Regions from separate parts of the Nomascus leucogenys genome. Here region 1 is linked to region 2. The links are chromatin contacts, called in public Hi-C maps. All regions are on one chromosome and are shown on one strand. The core of a region is the stretch at or near the end of the contact, and the rest is flanking DNA. Distances in the headings are between cores, read along the strand shown. Region 1 overlaps ZNF710 (zinc finger protein 710). Region 2 holds the start of AP3S2 (AP-3 complex subunit sigma-2).

Region 1 (4,603 bases), core at 67-2,566, 170 kb before region 2:
TGAGGCAGGAGAATTGCTTGAGCCCGGGAGGCGGAGGTTGCAGTGAGCTGAGATCACGCCACTGCACTCTAGCCTGGGTGACAAGAGTGAAACCCTGTATCAAAAAAACAAAACAAAAAAAAGTATAGAAATAAAGAAAAAGCAAGCAAAGAAACAAACAAAAACAACCAACAGACAGAGGTCTGGGGCTTCTACCAGGCCAGGCTTGGGACATCACCAAGCACCCGTGATCAATGTAATTTGATGACTATTTCCTGAGGGTCCAGTGAGCCCATACTCCCTGACACAGCCTCAGCAGTGCCTCGAACTTATCCTGGAAGGCAGGCTTGCCTGTTGGCTCCCTCATCTTGGCCTTGAATCACCAGATTGCTCAGAGACTGCAGTCTCCAGCCCTGCAGCTGAACCTCTGATCTTTTATTTATTTATTTATTTATTTATTTATTTATTTATTTATTTATTTTTTGAGACAGAGTCTCGCTCTGTCGCTCAGGCTGGAGTGCAGTGAAGCGATACTGGATCACTGCAACCTCTGCCTCCTGGGTTCAAGCAATTCTCCTGCCTCAGCCTCCAAAGTAGCTGGGATTACAGGCACCCATCACCATGCTCGGCTAATTTTTTATATTTTTAGTAGAGACAAGGTGTTCACCATGTTGGCCAGGCTGGTCTCGAACTCCTGACCTCAGGTGATCCACCCGCCTTGGCCTCCCAAAGTGCTGGGATTACAGGCGTGAGCTACTGCACCCGGCCTGACTTTTTTTTTTTTTAAGAGATGGGTCTTCCTCTGTTGTCCAGGCTGGAGTGCAGTGGTGCCATCGTAGCTCACTGCAGCCTCAAACTCCTGGGCTCAGGCGATCCTCCTGCCTCAGCCTCCCAAGTAGGTGGGACTAAAGGCATGTGCTACCACACCCATTTAATTTTACATTGTTTTTGTAGAGGTGGAGTCTTCTAAGTTGCCCAGGCTGGTCTTGAACTTCTGGGGTCAAGCGATCTTCTCACCTTGGCCTCCCAAAGTGCTGGGATGACAGGCCTAAGCCACTGTGCCAGGCTTGAGCCACTGATTTAATGCACATTTACTAAGCACCTATTAGGTGCTTGCTTGTGGGTAGATAGAAGGGGCAAATTAAAGTTCTCACCCTTGGGGAGTTGACTTGCGTAAGCTCAGTCCACATGAAGCACCAGGATCTCTGGGAGGCAGGGGCTGCAGTATGGGGGTGGGGTGGGGACAGCACTGAGGACTGGGTTCCATGGAGGCAGTTCAGGACCCAACAGAGCAAGAGCGGGGAGGGGGCTCCTGACCCTGGGTCTGGCATTCAAGCCCTCCAGGATGTGGCTCTGGACCTTTTGCCCCTCGGAGTCCAGGGCCCTGGGGCTGGAGAGGCTGAAGCTGGAGTGGGCGGGACAAGTAACCAGGTGAGAGGAGAAGAGGAAGTTCCAGGCCTGTACACCGCTGTGAAAAACATGCATGGGATTTCACCGCCTAAGGAAACCAGCCTCTTGGTTTCCCCTGTTGTCCTCCTCGCAGGAGGCTTCAAAGGAAACTCTGCTCACATGTGCAGAAGGGAAGAGGAAGCGAGAGCTGGGAGGCCTGTGCCTCGGGGCCCCTTGCCACAGTCTCACTTCTGCCCAGCCCACAGGCCTCAGGAGCCAGAGGCCCAGGGAGCTGCCACCGGCATGGGGGAGGGGCAGGGGAAGCTCGAGAGTCTCTTCCTCCTGGGATCCTGTCTCTGCCTTGCTTCCCCTTTCTCTGTGGACAGATTCACTGAGCCCCACCTCTGGGAGTCAGAGTGGCTGGGCCCCTGACACAGGGCTACCAACCCACAAACCACCGTGATGCCCACCGTACCCAGCCCTGTTAACAGATAAGGAAACTGAGGCCCAGGGAGGGGAAGGGAATGGTCCAAGGTCACACAGTGAGACGGTGGGGGAGCAAGGACTAGAATGCAGGTCTCCAGCTCCGCAGCCCCCACAGCCTTTTGGTAGGTGGGATGCACTGCCCATGCCTTCATTTGCTGCCCAAGATGGCTCCCAGGCAGGCTCCACTGCCCCTCTGCCCCCCACTCACCAACGTTTCCTACCTCGGGGCCTCTGCACAGGCTGATGCCCCTGCCAGGACTGCCCTTCCCTCGAACTGGGTGCATTTCCCATCATCTTTGGGGATTTAGTGCAGGCACTGCCTCCCTTGAAGTACATGAGGGCAGGATGAGGACCCTCTCCCAGCCTGAGACCATCACTGTGATGGTAAATCTTATGCGTCATCTTGGCTAAGCTATGGTGCCCAGCTGTGTGCTTGGCTAAGCTAGATGTTGCTATGAAGGTATCTTATAGATGTGACTCACATTTACAATCGGGTGACTTTAAGAAAAGCAGATGACCCTCCATAATGTGGGTAGGCATCAAACAATCAGTTGAAGGCCTTAAGGGCAAACATTGAGGTTTCCCAGAGAAAGAATTCTGCCTTGAGACTGTAACATATGAATCTTGCCTGAGTTTCCAGCCCCCAGGTCTGCCCTGCAGATTTTGGACTTGCCAGCCCCCACAATCACAGGAGCCAATTCCTTAAAAGAGACCTGTGTGTGTGTGTGTGTGTGTATGTGTGTGTATGTGTGTGTGTGTGTAGTGTCTCCTACTGGTTCTATTTCTTTCTAGAACCCTGACTGATACAATCACACTGTGGATCATCTCCCCCCACAGCCAGGCCACCCCTACAGGACAGTGACTGCAGAGGAACAGAGGGGGCCCAGCGGGGGAGTGTCTCTAGAGAAAGACACCAGGGTGCAGAAAAGGGAAGAGAAGGAAGCTGACAGTCGCCAAGGGGCCAAGACTGAACATGGTAAGTGAGATGGAGAGTGAAACTCTTGCCTGAGAGTTCCACCAAGGCTTTGCTCTTCTCTGAGCACCTCACTCCCAGGGCAGTCCTGTCTCCTCCTTCGGGTGGTCTCCAGGCAGCATAGGGAAGGGCCTCTCCAAATTAGTTAGCAAGAGCAGACGCACACTCTCAGTGACCTGACCTTGTCTAGTGAATCAAGCCAGAGGGCCCTCCCCACCCCAGGTGCCTTCTTCCTTGCCTTCCCCTAATGGCAGAGTCCCCAGGAGCTCAGGCCCAGGAGCTCTGAGTGCTTTTTCATCTGACGCCCTCCCAGGTGAGAGAGCCCCTCCCACAGGGCCTGCTCTGACAACGCTTGCTCTCTTGATCCATCCCCCAGGCCCAGGTGCACCTACACCTGATCTGGGAGCCACGCCTCTGCTTCTATAAGCTGAGGGCTGAGGTGGGCCTGACTGCCACAGGGTGGCCCCTGTGTGAGGATCTCCCTCCTCTAAGAGATCACAGTACCCTAAAACCCAAGGAAATGAGGGGTGAAGCCCCCATGGTGAGGCATGAACTATTTTGATGTGAGTTTTCAGACACAAACTCTTGTGAAGACAGAGACCCTGGGTCCACAGAGTTCCAGAACTGGTATCGTTTGATTAGAATGCCAATACCGGGGTCTCACTCTAGATCAGTTAAACCAGAATCTCTGGGTTCAGGGCCTGGACATGGGATTTTCTAGAGGCTTCTCAAGTGATTCTGATTCTCCAAATTATTATTATTATTATTATTATTATTATTATTATTTAGTCTTGCTCTGTCACCCAGGCTGGAGTGCAGTGGCATGATCTCAGCTCACTGCAACCTCCACCTTCTGGGTTCAAGCGATTCTTGTGCCTCAGCCTCCCAAGTAGCTGGGACTACAGGAGTGTGCCACCACGCCTGGCTCATTTTTGGATTTTTTAGTAGACACTGTGTTTCACCATGTTACCCAGGCTGGTCTCAAACTCCTGGGCTCAAGTGATCTACCCAGCTTGGCCTCCCAAAGTGCTGGGATTACAGGTGTGAGCCACTGTGCCCGGCCTCTCGAAGTTAATTAGCAAGAGTTGACGCATACTCTCGGTGACCTGGCCTTGCCTGGTGAATCAAGTGGGAGGCCCCTCCCCACCCCAGGTGCCTTCTTCCTCACCTTCCCCTAATGGCAGCTGCCCCACTTCCAGCCCTGGGCCTCCAAGCATAGCATACCCCCACCATCTAGGGCAGTTCATACAGAAGCTGGGCCCAGACCTATGGCCTGGCCCTCCCCATTCCCTGAAAGAACTTGGGCCAAGGTTTCCTCTCTTGGAAACTTGGCTGTGCATTAAGCCTCAGTCCATCAGCCACAGGAGCAGATGTGCAAAGAACACACAAAGGAGCACCATGGGGTAGAGTGAGGCCAAAACATGAAGGAGCAGAGAGTTTGGGCAAGTGGGTGGTGGGGTGGGTGTCTGAGGAGAGCCCAAGGGAACACTGATCCCAGAAGGCACCTGGATTCTGGATGGTGCCCAGCCCCTGCCCCTAGCCTGGGGGACCCTCGCTGGCAATCAACTCCCCTTAGCCCTGAGGTGAGTTGGGTGGGCCTCTGGTTCTTATAGAAATGAGCCTGCCTAAACTAACAGGGCGTCTGCTGCACAAATTACTATGGGCAAATGCTGAGCTGCCTGCAGAGCTGCATAAAAAGCACATGGTAGCTTCTCTTTGATGCTAAGTACAGGAGTAATGCGCCGCCTATGATCTGAAGACACCGGGATCCCAGAA
Region 2 (4,261 bases), core at 286-2,785:
CTTCCTCAACATTTTAAACATTTTGTCAAGTTGCAGTGCAACTGACTTTGGGTTTTTATTTATTTAAAAACTGGGCCATGCCGGGCGCAGTGGCTCATGCCTGTAATCCCAGCACTTCGGGAGGCTGAGACGGGTGAATCACTTGAGGTCAGGAGTTTGAGACCAGACTGGCCAATGTGGTGAAACCCCATCTCTACTAAAAATACAAAATACAAAAATTTGCTGGGCATGGTGGCATGTGCCTGTAATCCCAGCTACTGGGGAGGCTGAAGCAGGAGAATTGTTTGAACCCGGGAGATGGAGGTTGCAGTGAGCCAAGATCGTGCCACTGCACTCCAGCCTGGGCAACAGAGTGAGACTCCACCTCAAAAAAAAAAACAAACAAAACTGGACTAGGCATGGTGGCGGTTTGGGAGGCTGAGGCTGGAGGATCCCCTAAGGCCAGCAGTTTGAGGTTACGGTGAGGTATGACTGTGCCACTGCACTCCAACCTGGGTAAGACCCTGTCTCTGAAAAACAAACAAGCAAACCCCAAAACTCTGGCTGCAAAAGTAGTACATATTTCTTTGAAGGAAAAAAAGGAAAACTTGATAATCCTACCACCCAAAGATGTTTTTAAATCACTTATGTGGTACTCAGTTATGTGCCATGCACTGTTCCAAGTGCTTACAAATATTATACTAACTCCCTTGGTGTTTATAACAACTGTCTGCAGTCAGTAGACTCATTTTCCAGTTTAAGAAACTGATATTACACCTTTTCTACAGAAGGGGCAACTTGCCCAGGGTGCCCAGGCAGTCCGCAGAACCATGCTTTGAATCAGGGCAGTGTGGTTCCAGGGTCCTGTACAGATCAAACACCCTGACTCTGCTATTCCATCAGATACATTATTCATATTTTGGTGTATTTGCCTCCAATCTTGTGCAAAGTGGGTTGTCCCTGTACATACTTCGTGTAATCTTTTAGCTTAACAGATGTCATGAACACTTCTGTATCATAAATCTTTCCCAGCATGATTTTTATTATCTATTTAATATTTCTCATATTCATGTAGAACAATGCACTTAACCAATTTCTCATTTTTGTAATAATTTTCTTCCCATTTCCCCTGTAATAACACTGCTGAGATACATATTTTTTTCTTCTTCTTTTTTTTTTACTGTTCTGAAGATACTCTGGCAGAAATGTATGTTCCTGAGGCTACATCTTTTCACACATCCACAATCATTTTATCATAAATTCTAGAGCTGGAAACGCTAAGTCTAATGTTATATATATCTATGTTATATATCTGTCACCCAGGCTGGAGTGCAGTGGTGCTATCTCAGCTCACTGCAACCTCCGTCTCCTGGGTTCAAGCCATTCTCCTGCCTCAGTCTCCAAGTATCTGGGACTACAGGCGCGCGCCACCACACCCGGCTAATTTTTGTAATTTTAGTAGAGGCGGGGTTTCACCATGTTGGCCAGGCTGGTCTCGAACTCCTGACCTCAAGTGAGCCACCCGCCTCGGCCTCCCAAAGTGCGGGGATTACAGGCGTGAGCCACCGCGCCCGGACTGTTACATATTTTTAAGACTTCTGATCCATATTGCCAAACAGTCCTCTGGATCGATTTGCAGCTGTATCCGCTGCTCCATCTGCAGTATACGGACGTGTTCCACTTCACCCACACTGGGTCATTAAAAGAACAAACAAAAATAAGAACTTGATCGATTTGGGATTTTAAATGGAAATGCACTAAAAATTCCTTAATTCCACCATTCACCGTCTACCATGGAGGAACAGCCCATCTGCACGGAGAGACAGCTACGTAATTCACTGCAGCATTGTAATACTGAAAAATAAAAATGAACGAAATGTTCCTTAACCGAGGAACGGCCGAATGACCAAGGTCTCCACTCCGCGGAACGTTCTGCGAGCGCTAAGAGGATGGCGGGAGTGCAAGATTTGGAGCGGACGGTGAGAAAGACAAGCTTCCGCCGCCTCTCCGTTTTGGCAACCCGGCTGTTCGTCAAGTTTCGGCTTCTGGGGCCAGCCGTCGGTCTGGGTGAGGGACACAGATCCGGATTCGCATCCTGACCGGCCAACCGACGCTGGCCGAGGTGACCACGCTCCTCGGCATTCGCACCTGCCCTCCGCAGGGGACCCCGCAGCCCTCTCCAGGGCGTCAAAGAGGCCGGACCCTTGGGTGCTAGGGCTCCTGAGCGCCGGGGCCAAGTTTCCGAGTGCCGCTCTCAGCAGCGCACCAACCGGAAGTGGCCGTCTTGTGGCGGAAGGAGGCGCTTTCTGGGAGTAGCCGGTGCTGAGAGAACCGTGGCTGGCAAAGATGATTCAGGCGATTCTGGTTTTCAACAACCATGGGAAGCCGCGGCTAGTCCGCTTCTACCAGCGTTTCGTGAGTGCAGCCCGGCTTCACCACGCCCCTTCAGGGCGCCCACTATCTCTTCCTTCCTCTTTGGCCTCTCGGCGCCCGGGGGCACCGCTCCTTGGTCACCTGGGGCTCCTGCACCGAGCATGACCCTCACCCTACTTAAGCACTTAACTTAGGCGCAGGCCGGTGCCAGGCCTTCTGTCTCCCGCCCTAGTGCCTCCGCTCTCTCTGACCCTTTTCTTGATCCTGGCATTTCTGTGCCGTTTTGTGACATTTTCCCTTGGGTCTCTGGGAACGAGATAGAAGCGATAGTGGGGAGTGTGCCTCGATGAGAACTTGAATGATTGAAGTCACATTCTGTCATCTTTTTGGTTGTTGACCACAGTTTCATGAGGAAGAAATACTAAGTTTCTGAAAGTTTTTGTTATAGCCAGAGGGTCTGGAAAAGTTCTTTTTTTTGGAATTATTTTGCTTCAGTGTTGGCTGGGACTTTCCAGAGACTAGATACCCTTCACTCTGTAGGGTTGAAGAAAATCAGTTTAAAAGTGGAAAAATGATGAGAAATTATAAATGCTGCCGCATAAGGGCTCAATAAATGATTACGTAAATTTGAATTTCCCCAACACGTTCCTTTGCAAACACATAAACATCAGTATTTGCTTCCTGTCTTCCAAGATTGTATTTCTTCATGGCGGGGTTTCAAAATGTTACATAATTGGGGGACTGGTGAAACTGAAGAGGGGAAAGAGCCAGAAAACGTGTTCAGGCTTCAGCTCCACTTTTTCTACTCTTGCGTCTATTGACAAGTTAATAAACCCTTTTCAGACTTTTATTCTGTCTTTTGTCAATTAGAAATCAAAAAATAATTTTACTCATAAGATTTTTAAAGCTGGATTACATTTTATTAAGTAGATTACATCGAGGTAAAAATATGAGTATTCAGGCCGGGCGTGGTGGCTCACACCTGTAATCCCAGCACTTTGGGAGGCCGAGGCGGGCGGATCACGACGTCAGGAGATCGAGACCATCCTGGCTAACACGGTGAAACCCCGTCTCTACTAAAAATACAAAAAATTAGCCGGGCACGGTGGCGGGCACCTGCAAGTCCCAGCTACTCAGGAGGCTGAGGCAGGAGAATGACGTGAGCCCAGGAGGCGGAGCTTGCAGTGAGCCAAGATAGCACCACTGCACTCAGGCCTGGGCGAAAGAGCGAGACTCCCATCTCAAAAAAAAAAAAAAAAAAAAAAATATATATATATATATATATAAGTATTCAGCGTAACCATTTGTATTTACATTTGTGTGTATGCAAATTTCCCCCCTAGTTTTTTTCTAACAGGGTTATTGAGATAAAACTAACATGCTATACTGTTTACTTATTTATTTTATGTTATTTACTTACAGAGATGGGGTCTTTCTATGTTGCCCAGGCTGGTCTTGAACTCCTGGGCTCAAGCAATCCACCGGACTCAGCCTCTCAAAGTGCTGGGATTACAGGCATGAGCCACTGTGTCCGGCCCCAGTTTACCTATTTAAAGGGAACAATTCAGTGTTTTTTAGCATGTTCACAGAAGGTGTGTAACCATCACCGCAATCAATTTTAGATCATTTTCATCACCCCAAAAAGAAACCTGTGCCCATTAGCAGTCACTCCCTATTTCCTATTTCTCCATGACTCTCCCAGCCCCAGAGAGTCTCTTTCCCTCTAAATTTGCCAGTTCCAGAATGGCAGGAATTTGCCTATTCCGGAATGGCAAATGGAATTTGCCTATTCCGTTGCATATAAATGGAATAATAAATAAGTGGTTTTTTTGTGTCTGCCATGTTTCATGTAGTATAATGTTTTCAAGATTCATCCATGTTGTAGCATGTATCTGATGTTCTTCGTTTC

Evidence for each region. Hi-C and Micro-C count contacts between places; a contact is called where the count stands out from the background.
Region 1: a contact with region 2 is called in a Hi-C map of a lymphoblastoid cell line, with 4 times the contacts expected there. The contact joins the enhancer-like site here to the promoter of AP3S2 in region 2. A contact is called at or near these places in 2 of 4 Hi-C or Micro-C datasets (both in a lymphoblastoid cell line).

Annotation. Positions count from the first base shown.
Region 1 is chr6:108,816,359-108,820,961 of Asia_NLE_v1, reverse strand. The region is part of intron 1 of ZNF710 (zinc finger protein 710); the gene reads right to left. Among named protein-coding and RNA genes, the nearest start is that of IDH2, 43 kb to the left of the region's middle. Within about 2 kb of position 1,316, the one cell type or tissue checked has an H3K27ac peak away from gene starts, as active enhancers do. A contact at or near this core is called in a lymphoblastoid cell line, where this site is marked.
Region 2 is chr6:108,647,541-108,651,801 of Asia_NLE_v1, reverse strand. It overlaps AP3S2 (AP-3 complex subunit sigma-2), which reads left to right and starts at 1,535. Exons shown (of 6, transcript XM_030815013.1): 1 at 1,535-2,394. The coding sequence starts at 2,326.